3 separate regions of the Zea mays genome follow, and all the other regions are linked to region 3. Evidence: chromatin contacts called from public Hi-C data. All regions are on one chromosome and are shown on one strand. The core of a region is the stretch at or near the end of the contact, and the rest is flanking DNA. Distances in the headings are between cores, read along the strand shown.

Region 1 (2,700 bases), core at 179-2,678, 130 kb before region 3:
CTCTTTCAGCTACTGCCCTGTGGACCTCCAGCAGCCACGCAACCAGCTTCTGCATCTGCCCAGCACCCGACCCTACCACATCGCGTAAAAATAATGCAAATCGAGCACTCGAATCCACGCCCCTTGCTCCAAAAATTTAAGGCTAACCACCATACCGCACGTACCTTAATGTTTAGAAATAAACAATAATTATATTTGAATAAGTATCCCAATACATATTTATATGATATATAAAAACCGTAGCAAAGCACGAGCAACTGTCTAGTGTGAGTTTGAAGCTAAGAACCATGGTTTGAATTCTCGTATGTGCATAGCTTTAGCTTTTTTTACTATTTAAATGTGCGGGAGAACGAAACAATTCTCCATTTCTTTTCCAAAATGGTGTAAACACGAGAGATATGAAACGACAGTGGATGATCTTTTTTCTTACTGTTATTATTCATGATGAGAGGATACATATCTATTATATAGAAAATTAGAGCTCCTCATAGATACATTTGGCATTGTTCCATACAACCTCTCATAGGGTTTATTAACACTTCCTTTTAGATGAATGTTATGACTAACTCATGCCTCGCCAAACTCAAATAGAGAGTTAAATAGAGAGTAAAAAAATAAAGAGTATCTTGGAGACGCTCTAACTACTAGCTCTAACACATTCAAACAGCCTCTAAGTCTAAATTTAATTAACTTATCTATTTGGATGTCTCTAGCTAATTTAGTAATTAGCTCTAACACATTCAAACCGTCTCTAAGTCTAAATTTAATACTCATAATTGATATTTATATATTTGACGTGACAATAGTTAGGAACTAGAATTATAAGTCGTGAGTTGAGAACGCCTCCCTGGGTGGGGCTGAGTTGAACGAACGGTTAACTAATCTGACCTAATTTGTATGTTCTAGTATTGATCTAAATCTGTATGTATTGAGGTGGATTGGAGCAGATTGTCTGCGTTTGTCATGCGTCTGGTTAATTAGGGCAAAGCCGACAACCTCGACTTCAAATCCAATCAGCCTGAACACGGCGGGGGATCTTCAAATCCAATCAGCCTGAACACGGCGGGGATGAGCCGGGACGCGAGGCGATCTTTAAAAAAAAATAAGGTGGTGTTTGGCTCACCCAAAACATAACGTAAATAGATTATATAGGGTAACAGATAATAATACTTTTATTTGGTTAAATTCATTCAAATATACTAGATACTACTATTCAATATAATTATAACTTGTAACCATTATCCGCGCCAAGAGATCTCATCCGAACTAAACAGCACATGCGGAGTTGACACCGGGGGCAGGGAGAGTCAAGTTCGGTGTTGTTACCTACTTTTTGGTGTCTACCTCCGTCCGTCTGCACTAGGCGACCTGAAAACTCAGTAATGCTAGTTAACCTCTCCAGTATCTCCTTCTCGGATATTGAATCACACACGGCAACGCCGCAACGCGCAGCGGACTCGGGTCCTCGCACTCGCAATCAAGCATGGGGGCCGCCGTTGGGAAGCCAGCTTTCGGTGTCGCCGTCGCGCCGAAGACGCAGGCGGAGGAGCGGCTCGCCCTCGCGGAGCACGCCCTGCTCCAGTGGACTCGCTCACCCGGCGCCGACTCGGGCATCTGGGACGCCGGGGCGAGCTACACCAACAGAGGCCTCCTGGCGGCGGTCGACGAGGTGCTCCTCCTGGCGGCGGAGAACCCTTTCCCGCTCCCGGAGGCCGCCTCCGCGCGCCGCCGCCTGGACAGCGCCGTCGGCGCCGCCGCGTCGCGCATGGTGGAGGAGTTCCTGCGCGTCAGGGTCTGGAACGCCTCCCTGCTGCGCGGCGCCGTCCACAGGCTCTCGCTCGCCTCCACTAACCAATCACGGCTGATCTTCCCCAGCGCCCGCGAAAGGAACAGCTCGGCGGGCACCGGCGGGGTGGTCGACGCGTCCGACGGGAGCCGGTCGAGGGCGAGCTCGAGCGTGCCTCACGAGGTCGCGGCCCTCTTGGACACCGAGGTCTGGGACGACCTCGATCTCATCTGCCCCGCAGGCGTGTCCGTCCTTCACGAGATCGCGCTTCGGGTCGTTCGTGCCGGATGCACCGAGGTACTCTTCCGGGCGTTCGCCAACGCTCCCTGCGATGTGCTAGACAGGTAACTTCGACGCTTCTGGTTTCTCTGGCTTCCTGCTGGTGAATGGATTTCCATGCTCGGATGTGACTGAGTGACGACGATCACGGTGCAGTTTCTTGTCAATTCTTCGGGTCGAATGCTCGCAGCAGACGACTGAGGCCGTGATCAAGCGGTGGACGACGGTGACGGAGATCATAGGGAAGGCCATGGTCGCCATGCGGAGGCAGCTGTACGCGCAGAACCCAGGCGCCTTCGACGGTTTCAGGGACGAATACTTGCTGGCCATCGCGGAGAACCGCATCCTGATCCTGCTCGACTTCGCCAACGGATTCACCAGCATCACGTCGCACGAGAAGCTCGTGTACATGCTCGGCATGTACGAGGCTCTCACCGACGCCGCTCCCAGCCTCCTGCTCCTCCTCAGCGGCGCGCGCAAGGAGGCCATCTCGGAGCGGACACAAGGTATCCTCACGAAACTGGCCGGCGCGGTGAGGATCATGGTCAGCGGCGCCATAGCCAAGATCCAAGGCGACTCACTGTTCCCGCACACGCCGAGCGCCGCAGGTGGCGTCCACCCGCTGACACGCGACG
Region 2 (2,700 bases), core at 36-2,535, 170 kb before region 3:
CATAATAAGCAGCAAAAGGCTTCCCTTTCTCTGCTCCGAGTTCCCAAGGAATAATGGGCCCTCGAATAATCTGATCTGCGTCCAAGATTACAACCCAATCAACATTGTCGGCCTCTGGACTATGCTTTAGCCAATGCACTACCCCTGCTGGCTTGTTGATGGCTGGGTACCTTCACACGAAATATGGCGGGATGCCCAATGAGGACATTTTCATTTGAAACAAGGAAGCTCAACTTGAAAAATAGCAAGCCCAACTACTCAACAAAGTGTGGCATTAATTTAGGATCTCTCATCACAATAAAAGTGTAAAACCACAACCGACTGCACACATGTTAAATTGTATCCAAAACCCCTGGCAAATAAAATACCACAACCACAGCACCTAAACCTACAAAGACCATTCATTTGATATGCTGGAGCTTGACAGTTCATTTGGCCATGGATGGACAATTCTATTCCTAACATATAATTTCTATTCACCAAACTGAATCGTTTTTTCCCCCACAGAAATGCTTCCAAATTTCTCGACCGAACGACAATTCCACCTAAAATGCACATTCCATTCCGAAGCAAGACAGCAATTTTCACGAGCAAAACGCCTCCTCTCCTCGTGAAATAGGTCATCGGAATAACCAACACTGTTTGGTTCTTACAATTTGCCGAAGAAAAAAAAACATAGAACAGACGTGGCAGGTGCAGCGACGAGGGGAGTGATAGTCCGTGTATGTGACGGCGAGGGTTACCAGTCGCCGGTGCGTGGGTGGCGGCTGAAGGAGGGGACCTGGAGGGTGTGGCCGATGCGGAGGCCGCGGTAGGACGGGAGCTGGTCCTCCGCGCAGCTGACGAGGCGGGTGACGCCGCCGGGCTGCCGGGCCTTGCGGAGGCTGTGGAGGAGCCCCACCGCCTGCCAGTCGAAGTAGTCGCCGCACTCCACCGAGAACAGAGTGTGCAACCGCCGCCCCTCCCCCACCGCCGCCGCTGCCGCTGCCCTGGCCGGATACAGAAGCAGGAGCGCTGCCACCACCGCGCCGGCGATCCCCGCCGCCATTGCTGGTGGGATGGCGGATCTCGCGCCCGAACGGAGAGCGGATCCCGCCGACCTTCGGTTTCTCCTGGACAACTTTTCGAGCTGGGTTCGTTGTCCGTTTGTGCGCCCTAGTGTCAGAGACTCACCGCACTCATACTACTCTAAATTTCTACTCTAAGAGAAATATTCTATCCCCGTCAGCAGTCATGTTTACTCTATACCACAATCCTCTGCAGTCATGTTTACTCTATATCTCAACTCTATACCAACTATCACATATTATATTATTTTTTTATTTCTCTTTCATTCCACCCAACTACCCAAGCAGTGCATAGGGTTTATGCCGTACTACTCTGCATATGCTGTTCCAGCACTACTACTGGAAAATAGCGTAGCTCAAAAGGTAGGCCACTGCAGCAGGTAGAGTAAACCCTATCTCTGTAGCGTAGCGTGCCGAGTCCTTCAGTGCGGACAGCCTCAGAGTGAGGACTTCAAGAAGTCGCGGCCTTCTCAGAATACGCCAACTGCAGTGGTTCGCGTAAACAATCTTCTAAGGCTGCCCGCAGTGGGGAGCTGGAAAGGCTGCGCTAAAATTTTACAGTGAAGTGGAGGGCTGCAGTGGATCACCCTATACGTTACTCTATTGTCTCTCTCCAACTCTGCGTAAACACCAACCTTTATAATCTCTCTCCTCTCCTCGTTGGCTGGCAGCTGGGTATGGATAGGAGAGAGGTGAAAAATAAATAATAGAATATGTGATAGTTGGTATAGGGTAGAAATTTAAGGTGAATATGAATGCGGAGAATTATAGGATAGAGTAGAGAATCTTGCTGATCAGGATGAAATATTCCTTTTAAGGTAGAAATTTAGGGTTCCATGAGTGCGGACAGCCTAAGGCGTGTGGCGTGTACAGCAGTAGTACTCTAAAAAGCTCGGAAAACGGAAAACAATGTAGCGAAACTCAAACTCGTTAAATCTTCTAAGCTCGCGTAAACAATCTTCTCAGAATATGCGCGCTCTGTTTACCAGTTCAGTTTCGTTGGTTCCTGAGGCAAGAATCGAAGAGCTGAAAAGAATTCAACTGCCGAAATTGCAGTTTGTCATAGCTATCTTGTTTAAGCGATCTTCAGAAGCAGTGTCCTCCTTTGGCATCGCGGACCATCAAAAAGGATCATGAATTCATGGCCGTAAACGCAGAACATCAACCTGTCAAGCTACGCAACCAATCTTGAGATTGGGCTAAACCTCGACGTATCTCCCCTATCAAGCTAACCAAACGATCTTCAGATCGACGTAGAGGATATTAATTTTTGCAGGAGACATTGGACAGGATGAGGTCTGGTTTTGATCGTCAGAGTTACTGATCAGCTGACAGAAAGAGTGCACAAAACAACAAGGACTTGTGCAAACCTGTCAGTTTCAGGTAATTCAGATATGTCATCATGTTTCCAATGTGCAAGCAGCTGATTTTCAGTATCATCACACTCCAATCAAGGTTCTGTCTGCAGTTCTGGCAATAATACCCTGCATTACAACTTGCCTGCCACTCATGGCTTCTATGTCATTCAACATCCATGGGGAGCACCGAGTACCTGTGTGGTCCAATTTAGGTTGAAAAACTAGTATGTAGGCTACAGCCTGTATCATTATCACCTTCACCTATTTTTTTTCAG
Region 3 (2,700 bases), core at 57-2,556:
AAAATACCTCTCTGTTATTATAAATTTTGGCACTCTTTCTTGCAAAAACGTTAGCTTGTTTGACTGGGAATAAATTCGAATTGTACACTTTTCATATAAGCACAAAATTTAATGCGAACAACGTTTATGTTATGTTTGAATGCACTAGAGCTAACTGTTAGCTACTAAAATTAGAGCTAAACGGAGTCATATTTTGAACTATAGGACTCTAACATAAAAAAAACATGCTCTGACATGGCTTTATTTTACAAAAGAATCATTAATCTATTATAGGGCTCGATATCTCAGGTCCTATATCATTTTATACACTATTTTAACCTTTTATCTCCTAAATAACATTATTTATTTCCTAAAAATTTGATATATGGCTCGATAGTTGGAGTTACAGACGTTCTTGTGGCCCTAAACATTTTAAGTCATGTCCTATTTTAATTTTAAGGACTCAAATATAGAGTTTTTTTTTTGTTGGAGATGCTCTTAGCCGAAGACATTCAAATATTCTAACTAATAGTTAAGCCATTAACTAATTTTAGTATAGTTAGCTAGCTATCTAGCAATTTTTTAGCAGTAGAGCATTCAAACAACACAGCTTTATCCAATACTTTTAAAAGAACTCTGCAACCGTGCTGCCAGGAGATAATGGATATCTCTTTCCATGGCCACAATGAATCACAAGGAATATGATTGTGGATCCCACATAAACCGGCGCCGGGTCCCACACCGTGCTGCTAGTGGATAGGCTCAGCCAGCCACCTGCCGCCTGCGCCACCGGACCCCTCTTTTTCTGCGTGTCATCTGAGCCCTACCCCAAGCCGTCCATCGACCCTTTATCACCATCCGTCCGTCATCAATCTATCCACACTATTATTCTCTCTTTTTCATTCTCTCTCTCTCTCATTCTGCTCCAGAACCTTTCTCGTCTGCAACATTTTGTGTTCCAGATTTTAATAAACAATCCAAATCATATAAATAAATTATTCGTATAGGCTTTTCACTTACAATATATTTTTTGTCATTTTTTTGTCTTAAAACAATTTAACAATTGGGCAAGAGTGGAAATTTGGAGACAGCAGAACGGCACCATAACTGCTCCTAATCTAAGCACCATGAGTGCCCTCTATCAGTGTAGGCTTTTTTTTCCTCAGCCTTTGTCTCCTTCCCTCCCCCAAACTTTATTCCAAAGCTTTTGCACTTCTTGTCAAGCAAACCAAGCAAAAACAATTTGCAAGTTGCCAAGACATCTCCTGCACTCCTTGCTTATATAAAAACCCAAGGGGACGCAGGAGGGACAAAGGGCCCCCCTTTCACAGTTTCCCTCCCCCAAAACTACTTTCCCACAAACCCAGACCAGAGCAGCTTGCGTCTATCGTTTCTTTTCTTGTTGGCCTTCTCCTTGCCTTGCTTTTGCTTGCTCGTTGCTTCTTGAGCTCGAGCCCGCCCCTTCTGCGCCTTGCCCAAGTCTCTGTGTGTTTTTTATAGGCTTGAGAGCTTGGAATAGCGGGGGGTGGAGGAAGCGGAAGAGGAGCTTCGTTTTGTGTTCTAGAGGGAGTCATGTTCCATGGCGGCAGGCCTCTGTCCCTCCGGGGGTCTCTCAAGGCGCTTGAAGCTGATATCCACCATGCCAACACCCTGTAAGTCCTCTCCTCCCTTTTAATTTGCCCTGTATTTCCTACTCTCTTGATTCTCGGCGTTCTCCTTTGCTACCTGATTTTTCTTTGGAAAAGCTGTAGAGTAGGGAAAAGTTTGCCCTTTCGTTTTCCGTCCCCGATTGTATTCGGCTCGTGTTCTATGCGTTTACTGATGAATATAGGTAAAATCCCCTCTCTCTTCTCCAGGGCGCATGCTATACACAGGGCGTATGGGGGTGCCTGCGTGCAGATGAGGCTGTCCTACAGCTCCATGGCTCCAATCTTTCTCAACCTTATCCAATGGATGGACTGCAGCTGCTCCCTGTCATACACGCTCCCTAGCTACCTTGGCCTGCTCGAGGTTCTCGTCTACAAGGTACCGACGAATAGCACTTGCCGAGAGAGTTTGCTGAATCCACGACGAACTGACTGGTATCTCCTGAGGCTTTGAATGTTGACACGGTCTTGGTGGTTGAACACGCAGGTTTATGTCGATGAAGATGCCTCCATATCCACCATAGAAAGGAGGGCGAGCCTGAAGGAATTCTACAGTATGCTTACTATCCACCATAGAAACTAGTGATTAAGAAGCTTTTTTTTTCTGTTCAAGATTTTTTTTTGTTGATGCTGCTGCTGCTGCTGCAGCAGTGGTTTAATATAGTTTTGGGACCCCATGGAATGCAGCTATCATATACCCTTTCTTGCAACAACTGGAGGACAACTTGATGGACAAGGACTGCAAGGACAAAGGGTGGTCTGCTGCTGCCGCCGCCGGCGGCGGCGGCGGTCGGAAGCTTGTTGCCGAAGATGACAGGGAGGATGAGTGTGGCATTTGCCTGGAGACCTGCACCAAGATGGTCCTTCCGAATTGCAACCATGCCATGTGCATCAACTGTTACCGAGACTGGTATTGCTCCCTGTCGCTCTTGCTTATCCGTTTGGGGGGTGTATTATTTAAGCAACAATATATCTGACTGAGCCTGGATCGTTATCAGTTAGGGCCCCGATATCACACGCCACCATTAAAAAAATTCGCTAGCGGTTTGAACAGACTCAATGTGATGTCGATTTT

Evidence for each region. A called contact is a pair of places that touch in the nucleus more often than the background predicts.
Region 1: a contact with region 3 is called in a Hi-C map of root tip, with 3 times the contacts expected there. The contact joins the promoter of LOC100192942 here to the promoter of LOC100192826 in region 3. A contact is called at or near these places in 15 of 25 Hi-C or Micro-C datasets (bundle sheath, ear, endosperm and 6 more) and 1 of 3 datasets of contacts at active chromatin or transcription factors (leaf).
Region 2: a Hi-C map of ear shows a contact between it and region 3, with 1.8 times the contacts expected there. The contact joins the promoter of LOC100384210 here to the promoter of LOC100192826 in region 3. A contact is called at or near these places in 3 of 25 Hi-C or Micro-C datasets (ear, endosperm and leaf).

The regions. Positions count from the first base shown.
Region 1 is chr3:170,526,087-170,528,786 of Zm-B73-REFERENCE-NAM-5.0, reverse strand. LOC100192942 (exo70 exocyst complex subunit family protein) reads left to right here and starts at 1,428. Exons shown (of 2, transcript NM_001138123.1): 1 at 1,428-2,130; 2 at 2,222-2,700. The coding sequence starts at 1,484.
Region 2 is chr3:170,568,758-170,571,457 of Zm-B73-REFERENCE-NAM-5.0, reverse strand. LOC100384210 reads right to left here and starts at 1,285. Exons shown (of 8, transcript NM_001322002.1): 1 at 744-1,285; 2 at 1-170. The coding sequence starts at 1,048.
Region 3 is chr3:170,395,028-170,397,727 of Zm-B73-REFERENCE-NAM-5.0, reverse strand. It overlaps LOC100192826 (putative RING zinc finger domain superfamily protein), which reads left to right and starts at 1,306. Exons shown (of 5, transcript NM_001138017.1): 1 at 1,306-1,631; 2 at 1,836-2,004; 3 at 2,113-2,179; 4 at 2,313-2,535. The coding sequence starts at 1,552.